Regions from separate parts of the Ovis aries genome. Here all the other regions are linked to region 1. Evidence: chromatin contacts called from public Hi-C data. All regions are on one chromosome and are shown on one strand. The core of a region is the stretch at or near the end of the contact, and the rest is flanking DNA. Distances in the headings are between cores, read along the strand shown. Region 1 holds the start of MED13L (mediator complex subunit 13L). Region 2 overlaps MED13L (mediator complex subunit 13L). Region 3 overlaps LOC121816951 (a long non-coding RNA gene).

Region 1 (3,082 bases), core at 391-2,890:
TAAGAGGAAATAAAGCTCTATGTACAGCAGAGGTTACGGAAAACAATTTCCAAAATGCATGTTCTCTAAAGGCAGTCCCCCAAAAAGGGTACACCACTTAAACAAAGTTGGGTTTTTTTAAAGTCTAAATTAAACAAACCGTTCAGCCAATTTTCCAATTATATTCCACGCTTGAAACATAATTGCCTTACATCTGTTTACAAATCTTTGCTCAATATTTAAACAAATTCGTAGTCTCCCGGGCACATAGCTATACATACAGTTACTCATGCACAAAGCACATATTTAAAGACCACGCACTGCAATTATTAGTCTAAACGCCAGGTTTAACAACGTGAATGTTTTCAGAGCTAGGTAATACGACCCAATAAAAAAAAGCAAAGATGGCATTTACCACCAAATGTCACTGCCACCGCCAGGAAAGAGTTTCTGGAACCCTATACATTTTTAATTTCGATGAATCTAGACGCCGTCGTCGGATGCCAGGCTTCCAGGAGAACAATTGACACCCTAACTGCTTCAAGATTAAGGCAGGCGATTCAAATCCGAAGGAAAAGTTGTCAATTATCAGAGAGAGAGCGCGAGAGAGGCGAAGACAGATAAAAGCGATGTTATCAAACCGCCCAGCTTGTTGCTTTGTGTGTGTGTGTGTGTGTGTGTGTGTGTGTGTGGATTCGTTGTGAGCAGAGAGAAAACAGTTTTTAAAAGACACAGGAGGAGAGAAAGAAAAAAAGCTTTCTCCACCTTCCGTCGGCTCGGTGCAATGGCTTTAAGGCTCTCCAGCGTAGTAAGCCCCGAGAGGCAGGCGGCTGTCGATGTTTACAATCGCCGGAGCTTCGGGTGCAAGAGTCCTTTACTGACACAATCGCATTCAATCAACTGTTTTCGGGCGAAATTGCAGGTGTCATTATGGAATTTTTTAAAAAATTCAAAAGGCGGGCGGGCGGGCGGGCAGCCGATCCGACACAAGGGGGAAAAAAAGCTGCTTATCGCAGGCGCGGGCAACACAAGGCAAAAGCCTTCCACATTTAAGGGGGGAAAAGAGGGGGAAAGGGAGGGGAAGGGGAGTGCGACTGCAACAGAGGGTGGGCGTTCGAAGTGCGACCCAGAATCCGCAGCTTTGAGACTTCCACATGCAAATTCCACGCCGAGCGCCGCGCTCACAAATGATTTTTAAAGAGCCAAATAAACACTGGATGGGATCCAAGGCGAAGGAGAGACGATCCAAAAGGGGGAGAATCGGCAAGAGGCGAACGGCGGGGAGAGGCGAGGGAGGGGCGAAGTCCCGGCGGCGGGAGGAGAAAGTTGGTCGGTGGCGGAGGTCGACCCCCCCCCACCCCACGGCACAGCCCCCTCCCCGCAGCCCGGCTACTCACCAGCGAGAAGAGGTTGGAGTGACAATCCTCCAGGCTCGCCCCGTTCGCCACCCAGTTCGCTGCCGCAGTCATGATCCTCCGCGAGCCCGGCCGCCAGAGCGGGGCATGTCGGAGCGAGGCGTCCGAGGCGAGGCCGGGCCGGGCGGCGGCGCCTCGCCGGGGAGCGTGGGGCGGCCCGGCCGCCGCCGCCGCCGGGGGAGGGCGCGAGGGCCGGCGGGCGGGCGAGAGGCGCCGCGGCGACGCCGCGCCGGGGGCGGCGGGCCCGGGCCGGCGGGGGGGTCCGCGGCGGCCGCGCGGCTCCTTCCTGCTCGGGCGGCGGCGGCGGCTGCTCCCGCGGCGGCGGCTGCTCCCGCGGCGGCGGGGGGCGCTGTCCGCGCGGCCCGGCGCCCTCCCCGCCTCTCAGGGCCGCCGCTGCCTCCCGGGCCGGCGCTGCGGGCCGACCGCCGCCTCCGCCTTCCCTGTTCCTCAGCCGCCGCCGCCGCCGCCTTGTTTATCTCCAGCCACCGACTCCCCCTCAGCCCCCGCCGGCGCGTGAGGGGAGGCGAGCCCTAGAGTCGCCGCCGCCGCTTCGGAGCCGCCGCCGCCGCGGAGCGCGAACTCGCGAAGGGGGGGGTGCGGACGAAGCCAGCGGGCGACCCCGGCAGCCGAGCGACGTCCCCTCCTTCCTCTTCCTCCCCCACCCCCCCCTCCTCCCCAGTCAGCCTCGCTTCTCCTCCCTCCCTGGGCTCGCTCGCTCTGACAGCAATGGCGGCCGCCGACCGCGGCTCGGCCCGCCATTGGCTGGCGCCTTGTCACGTGACGGGCGCCGGCCGCACGGGGGGGGACTGGAGGAGGCGGGGGAGGGGCCGGAGCGGCGGCCGCGACTGTTCGCTGGCGGCGCTGCTGAGCCGAGAGCGGCTGGATTCTCCGGCGGAGAGAGGGAGGGAGACGGAGACAGAGGGAGAGAAAGAAGTGCGGGCGGCGCGGCTCCGAGGCGGGCGGGCGGGCAGTCAGCCGCTGAGCCGGCCGCCCCGCGCCCCGCCCCCTCGGGTGCACGAATCTTTGCTGGGCGCGACCGCGAGCCACGGGAACGCCGGTGGCAGTGGTTGTGGAGGGCTTGGGGCTCCTTGCCTGTGCCCTCGATCGCCCCTGCCGGCTGGGTGGCAGAGGCCCGCCATGGGCCAGACAGCAGATCCAAGTGCTTCGGGGTGTCTCCTCGAGGTCTCACTCCGTGGTCCGCGTTTTGCAGATGAGAAAACTGAAGCACAAAGAGGTTAAGACACTTACCCGAGGTCGCTCACCTAGGAAGAGGAGGGGATGGGATTCGAACCCTTGTATTCAGGCACACAGCGAAGCGGAGCTCTTGCATCAAGATTTTAAAGCCTAGGCCAGGAAGTGCTTACTGTGTACCACGCACTATGCTCTGAATCCAGAAATGCCTTTTTAATCCCTTACTCGTAGGCGCTGTGCGCATGCATGCATGCGTTGCAGAAATGCTTTCTGACCTCTTGCTTTGTGCCAGGATATAAATATATGTATTTTTTAAACTACCAGACACTACTGGGCTGGATTTGGAGCAGACCTTCCCGCCTGGCTCCATTCAGTCAATAACCAACATTTCCCAAGCATAACAGTGTGGGAGTCCAGAGAAATGCCAGTATGAGGAGGCTCTCTGTCAGACCTCAGAGCTCATGCTCCCCTCGAAGGTGGGAAGGAGATAACTTCTT
Region 2 (3,082 bases), core at 371-2,870, 100 kb before region 1:
AACCCTCAAGGTAATACTATTAATATCCCCATATTACAGATGGGGATACTGAGGCACATAAAGCTAAAGTAACATTTCTAAGATCACATGGCTAACAAGTGGTTCATTTGGATATAAATGTTTTCCTATTCTGTAACAAACCCAGAAATTTCGAAGAAATGGTTCATGTCAATCACCAAACAATAGTCTTTAACATCTCATTTCTCTTTGGAAACCAAAAAAAAAATTCAGTTTCACCTTCCTCTAACACAACTTTCTAGGAAATAATTTTCTTTACTGAGTTTTCTCTAAAGTTTTAAAAGAAGGGCAACATTAAGCATTGAAGGTCTATAGTGCTAAGCTTCTTAAAACAAATAAATGAATTCTTTTTCCTGCATCACTGAATACAACAGGGTCAATATAGGGGCTCTGAGATTTTTATGTCCAACAAATGAAGGTCCCAATCTCAAAGCTTACAGAGACATTACAAAAAATGTTTCAATGGTAAGCGTTTATTTTAGTATTGGCTGTCTGCCCAGAGAATACCAGAGTACATTTTAACCAAGCAGACAGAAAACAAAGTGGGGCAGATTTAAATCTACTTTACTTTCAATCTACTAAGATCTATGTAACACCGCAATATAATTTCCTCTCATTACTTTTAATATATAGTTAGACTTGGGAAGTGACCAGGTAATTTTTTTAAGTTCAATAATTCATATCTGATCATTTTACCTTATAGTCCATGTTCTTACATACTTTAAAGTTATATTTTAATTGAATTTCAGAGATATTAGGGAAAAAAGCACTAAACCAACAATGCTATCTTGTTTTGAAAGGTTAACATCTATAAAAAGGATATAACATTAAAAGAGCACACAGGTTTATTTAACTGTCTGGAAAGAATTAGAAAGGTTGCATTGTGTTTGTGAATACATATAAATATGTAAAGTTATCTATAGATCTTACGTGCAGCATGTACACATTTAATTCCACAATACCAGCTTCTCTTGCTTTTTAAATTAAATCTTGAACTTTATGCTAACCAGTTCTCAAGAGGAAAGAATTATAAATGTGCCACATCCTGTTCTTTATTTCAAAGTGTCAGCGTGAAATAATAAAGAGCTAATGTGGTCCTAACGATTACTGTACATTTCATTAAAATTTCATCTCTTTGTCCCATTTAAGGACTCACGACATGCTTCTGGCCATATGGAGTCAGTTACACAGACTCTGATTTCGTCTCCATAAACGTTACTTCACTACTTGCACAGGAACAAAAAACACATAAACTAAGAAAAAATTTACACCATTTTTATAGCCAAGTTTTCCAATGATTCCATTACAATTCAAATCATCAATGTATCATGAGGTCAAATTACAATGAAATTAACGGAAATTTCAAATTTTTCACAAAGGAATATATAAATCCCAAATTAAGTATTCATTAGCTTACACTTTTAAGTAACAACTAATTTTTACACAATAGCTTTTTAAAAAGTGTTATGACGTATGTGAACATACATTTTAATGCTACTGAATGAAACAAACTTGTTCAATACACACAGTTAATACGAACCATGGAAGCATCACAGTAGTGAGGCACACTTCCCCTTCTAAAGGTTGGCAGGCGTTACAGCAGCTGTCCAGAAGCACTGTGGCACAGCACACACAGCACAGAGCAAGAGCGCCGGGAGCCGAGAGCCCACTCTCCAACTCCTTCACGTGGAGCTGGACAGCCATCTACCACCCCTAGACCGTGGTTCTCACTGGTAGGAAGAAACTCAACTAGATACTTCTTTTGCAAACTTTTAAAGCAGAATCCTGGCAACAAGGAGACCTACACCGGACTCTCTCCAGCAGCAACTCATGAGGCAGTGCCAAGCAAGCACCTAGGGCCTCAGCAGAGTGCAGTCAGAAATCGGGGCGGGGGGGGCGGGGGGGGGGCGGCTGAAAATATTTATTACTGCTCAAACACTTCCCAGCACTTAACTCCCAAATGCTTTGTGCTGAGATTAAACTAACACAACCACATGCATTGCTGCTCCCAAAAACATCAATCAGAAACTGGATAAAGCAATTACATTCAATAAATATTTACTGAATATCCACCAGGAGGTAAATCCTGAGGATTAGTGGCAAATAAGACAGTCCCTCCCTGAAAAAGAGCCTTCCAAGCTATAGGAGAGACAGGTACAATCAACTATAATACAAACAGGCAAAATACTTCGGCAGTAGCACAATGCTGCTGCTGCTGCTAAGTTGCTTCAGTCGTATCTGACTCTGTGCGACCCCGTAGATGGCAGCCCACCAGGCTCCGCCGTCCCTGGGATTCTCCAGGCAAGAACACTGGAGTGAGTTGCCATTTCCTTCTGGGTCAGTTTACACAAATTGGAGATGTCAGGCAAGGATTGTCAGAAAAAACTGCATATAAGCTAACAAACCAAATATATCATAAATGACAGGGTCCTAGCTCCAGTGGATTCACTCACTTTTCTAACCACTCCTCCAAGTCTCCCCTTACGCCCTACACGTTCCAACCATCTCACCCTTACTCTACTGTTCTCAATAAAACTGACAATGGGCATGCCCATGTGAGCACTTCTTTTAAGGACAATAATATGCTTTCAAGACTGAGTGCTTTATGGAAACATCCACATGGGTGTGAGTTAACAGAAGAGATGTGTGGAGGTGTAAGGTGCATGGTTATTTTTATAAAATCTGTCCATGAATTTCTACTGAGGGTAAGGGCCATAACTTTATGCTTAATATATTAAGGCTCAAAGATATTCTGAAAGTTTCAATGTCATCACAGGTATCAACCTAACATAGAAGTTAATTAACCGATGTTTTGAAAAGATCTGAGTCAGTACTATATATACATTAACTATGAGATCTTTTTCAGAATTAATAAAATCACATCTCCAAATAGCCCTATTAGGGAAGTAATATAATTTGACTAATTTCCTATCTTGACCTTCAATTTTTATATTTAATTCCTTATAAACTGTAGTTTGGGGCAAGTGTTTTCTTCCATTTTTCTCTTTTACAACATCTTAACATTTTAATTAATAAAAAAATTCAAGGTCAACTGACCATTAAA
Region 3 (3,082 bases), core at 149-2,648, 70 kb after region 1:
ACAGGGAGGAAGCCATGAAGTTAGGCGGATTATCAGACCCCCAGTGAAGAGGAGAGGAAAGGCAGGTCTTGTGGGAAGCAACCTAGAGTGTCATGCAATCTGAGGAAGATTCATTCGGGCAGGCCCATGGATCGCAGCTGCTGTGCTCATTCACTGGCTGGGAGCAGCAGCCCTGGGGATATCAGAGCCCGCACTGGGGGTCTCAATCAACTATGAGTCCTGTGGTAAGAGGTCCTCAAGGCACATTATCGTGGTTGCTTCACCTCTCTGTAGTTAGGGTGGCTCCACTTTCGAGTTTAGATCTGTGAATGTCTGGACTAGGGGCTTCTGCTTTTGGGTATGACAGGCAAATGGAGAGATAAAGTTTGCATGCTAAAATATTTCAGGGACTTCCCTGGCGGACCAGTTGGTTAAGACTCTGCGCTTCCAGTGCAGGAGATGTGGGTTCGATCTCTGATCAGAGAACAAAGATCCCATATGCTATGTGGTACAGTGAAAAATAAATAAAATAAAATATTTCAGTTGCTGAGATATTTCAATAGTTTGTGAAGATCATTGGGGTAAATATTTCAAAAATTAAGGCAGAGCTTCTCAAGGGTAGTCCTCTTCTGTCAGAAAACACCTGTTTAAAAGTTTTTATTTCTGCCCAGATCTGTTGAATTAAAACCTTAGTGGTTGAGAACCAGAAGTCTAATAGATGCCATATTTATAGATAGCACAAAGTAAAGAGAAACTTGTTTGAGGTTATTTACACCAGACCCAAATTAAATGATACCTAAATGAAATATGACCATATTTTAACATCAGTCTTCCTACTTTTTCCTTTCCACTAGTAGCTACATACACCCTTCTGCTTCAGATTCCTTCTGTTTTCCAAGTCCTCCCTTCAGACAGCTAAGGGGAGGGGGGGTAGTTAAGAACATTCTCAGAGAACTGGGCTTCAGAGAAAGCAGTAAGATTACTCAATTGTTTCCCTCTTGTTAATTTGAGGATCTTAAATTATGCATGTTGTTGTGCTCACATTTGCATGTTCAATTCACATGCCTGAGCTACCAGTCAGCAAGATAAAAATCAAGCACAATAATTTAAGTAACCTGCGTCTGATTTCTCCTCATCCAAATTTCAGGGCTAACCGTCTCTGAGACAAAGAATAGATAATTAAATCACTTGGGAAATGCAGGAGGAGTACTGGTAGGGTCAAGAAAGGAAAGCACAGGTCACGGAGCCAACTCCTGCCTCCATCCCTTCTAGATTGCCAACGCTTTCTCCTTCCATGCCCCGCTGGATTTCATAACCTCTATAAGGTCGCTTTCCCAGAAGGGACTGACTGCCTTGATTCCAATCCTTAAATCTAGCCAGGCAGGGAGACCAGAAGTGGAGTTTGTCCTCTGTCTGACGTGGGTAACCTTGAATATAGAGAAACCACCACAATAGGACCGTCCTGAAATTTGAACCAATGCGAACCAATATGCAGATTAGGAAGTTGGAGCCACCCGACCATTGGCGGATTGCTCCTGTGACGTCACAAAGACCCAGCCCAAAAGTGGCCAGAAGTGCCGTGGGCAAGTTTCCCGGCAAGTTGCAAAGTTTTTATTATTATTACTATTTGTATATGTGAGCCCCTTAAAAAAAATCAGCTGGTCCTGTTTTCCTGAATTTCCTGTGTTAGGAGAAAAGTGTTCGTGTACTAGCCAGAGCTGAAGGGCTCAGGACTGAAGAGCATTTTGTTCTGTGTGGTGGCTGTGTCCCTTTACTTAGGGTTGACTGGTGTTTTGAACAAAAGTGACATGAGGGAAAGCTGTGAATTCCAAATGAGCCATGGGGACTTTACGAACCTCTGCAGCTTAGTGGTGTCTGAGAAGCCCCAGCCTGACCCAAAGTCTGTGAGCCAGCTCAGTGGAAATCTTTGGCTGCAATCTTGACGCCAAGGCTCAAGAAATGCAGGCATAGGAGGTTGGGGCCTCCCTAACTTCCCCTACCTCTCTTTGCCAGGTTCAGGGCAAAGACAGAAGCAAGTTCCCTGACTTGTGAGCTTCTAGCAGTTGGCCCCTCAATGCGAGGTTCCCAATTTCAATACCTCTGAAGAGTTGAAGTCTGTTAGAAAGGAGGGAGAAAACTTATGTAGAGAATAACAAAATAGGTATAACTGCTAGCTTCACACACCCTGAAAGCTTGTTTTTCCCAAACAACTGTCCTTGAAATGTCTGGCAGTTCCTATGACGCTGTCTATTTGGTCTCCTAGAGCCACTAGGAATTTTTCCAACATCTCTCACCACAGGAACCCCTCCTCCCCAAATTGGCACAGGCAGAGATGGAACACAGCTGAAACGTTTCATGGGAGTTGGGGGAGGCACTCTGTGTTGTTTGGTTTGTCCAGATACCATTTTATCTCCTGGGAATAGCATCCATTTCCCCCTACCCCCACCTTGGGGGAATCATCCCATCACTGCTGTGAGTCTTTGTTTGGATTAAGAGGGAGCCCCACTCCCCAACTGTAGAGACCGGAATGTGTCCCAGGCCTGGCTGACCTGCATGTCTCATTCTCCTGGCTACACAGGGATCAGGATTGAGCATGTCATGTGCGTGTGGTCCAGTGATGGTCAATCCAGGGACTTTGATAGGAACTTTGTGACAATAGGTGCTCTCTTTTTGCACTGAGATCGCTAAACTGACAAAAAGCAAGCATGGAGTTGATGGTGACCATCTTTGCCTTTATAAGGAAAGAAGCTATTCAACAAGGAAGTCAATACCATAAAAAAAAAAAGAGAGAGCTAAAAGAGAGAGAGAGATTTCTGATAATGTTGTTTGAACACCTGGATCCAGCTGTGCCTGAAACTAGAAATGGGAAATTTTAGTTAATGGAACCAATATATTTTCCTTTTGGTATAAGTCAGATCAGGTTGAGTGTCTGTTAACCTGGTAAAAAGAATCCTCACTTAGATACCCAATCACCGGGTAAGGCTTACTCTTACATCTCAAGGATGGTTTAGGGCTAGATTAGTCCCCTTCCTGTGTGGTTTCTTCCTGGTTCCTTCTGCTTAGCTGGGGGGAGGGCGGTAGGGTTGGTTTGATGACATAAAAT

What was found. Hi-C and Micro-C count contacts between places; a contact is called where the count stands out from the background.
Region 2: a Hi-C map of mesenteric adipose tissue shows a contact between it and region 1, with 2.9 times the contacts expected there. The contact joins the enhancer-like site here to the promoter of MED13L in region 1. A contact is called at or near these places in 3 of 16 Hi-C or Micro-C datasets (mesenteric adipose tissue, omental adipose tissue and skin fibroblasts).
Region 3: a contact with region 1 is called in a Hi-C map of tail adipose tissue, with 2.5 times the contacts expected there. The contact joins the enhancer-like site here to the promoter of MED13L in region 1. A contact is called at or near these places in 2 of 16 Hi-C or Micro-C datasets (hypothalamus and tail adipose tissue).

What each region holds. Positions count from the first base shown.
Region 1 is chr17:58,647,551-58,650,632 of ARS-UI_Ramb_v3.0, reverse strand. It overlaps MED13L (mediator complex subunit 13L), which reads right to left and starts at 1,640. Exons shown (of 31, transcript XM_015101660.4): 1 at 1,377-1,640. The coding sequence starts at 1,448.
Region 2 is chr17:58,751,844-58,754,925 of ARS-UI_Ramb_v3.0, reverse strand. The region is part of intron 2 of MED13L (mediator complex subunit 13L); the gene reads right to left. Among named protein-coding and RNA genes, the nearest start is that of TRNAC-ACA, 100 kb to the right of the region's middle. Within about 2 kb of position 1,620, at least 4 of the 54 cell types and tissues checked have an H3K27ac peak or open chromatin away from gene starts, as enhancers often do.
Region 3 is chr17:58,577,272-58,580,353 of ARS-UI_Ramb_v3.0, reverse strand. All of the region lies in intron 5 of LOC121816951 (a long non-coding RNA gene), which reads right to left. Among named protein-coding and RNA genes, the nearest start is that of TRNAS-GGA, 6.7 kb to the right of the region's middle. Within about 2 kb of position 1,398, at least 11 of the 54 cell types and tissues checked have an H3K27ac peak or open chromatin away from gene starts, as enhancers often do. A contact at or near this core is called in tail adipose tissue, where this site is marked.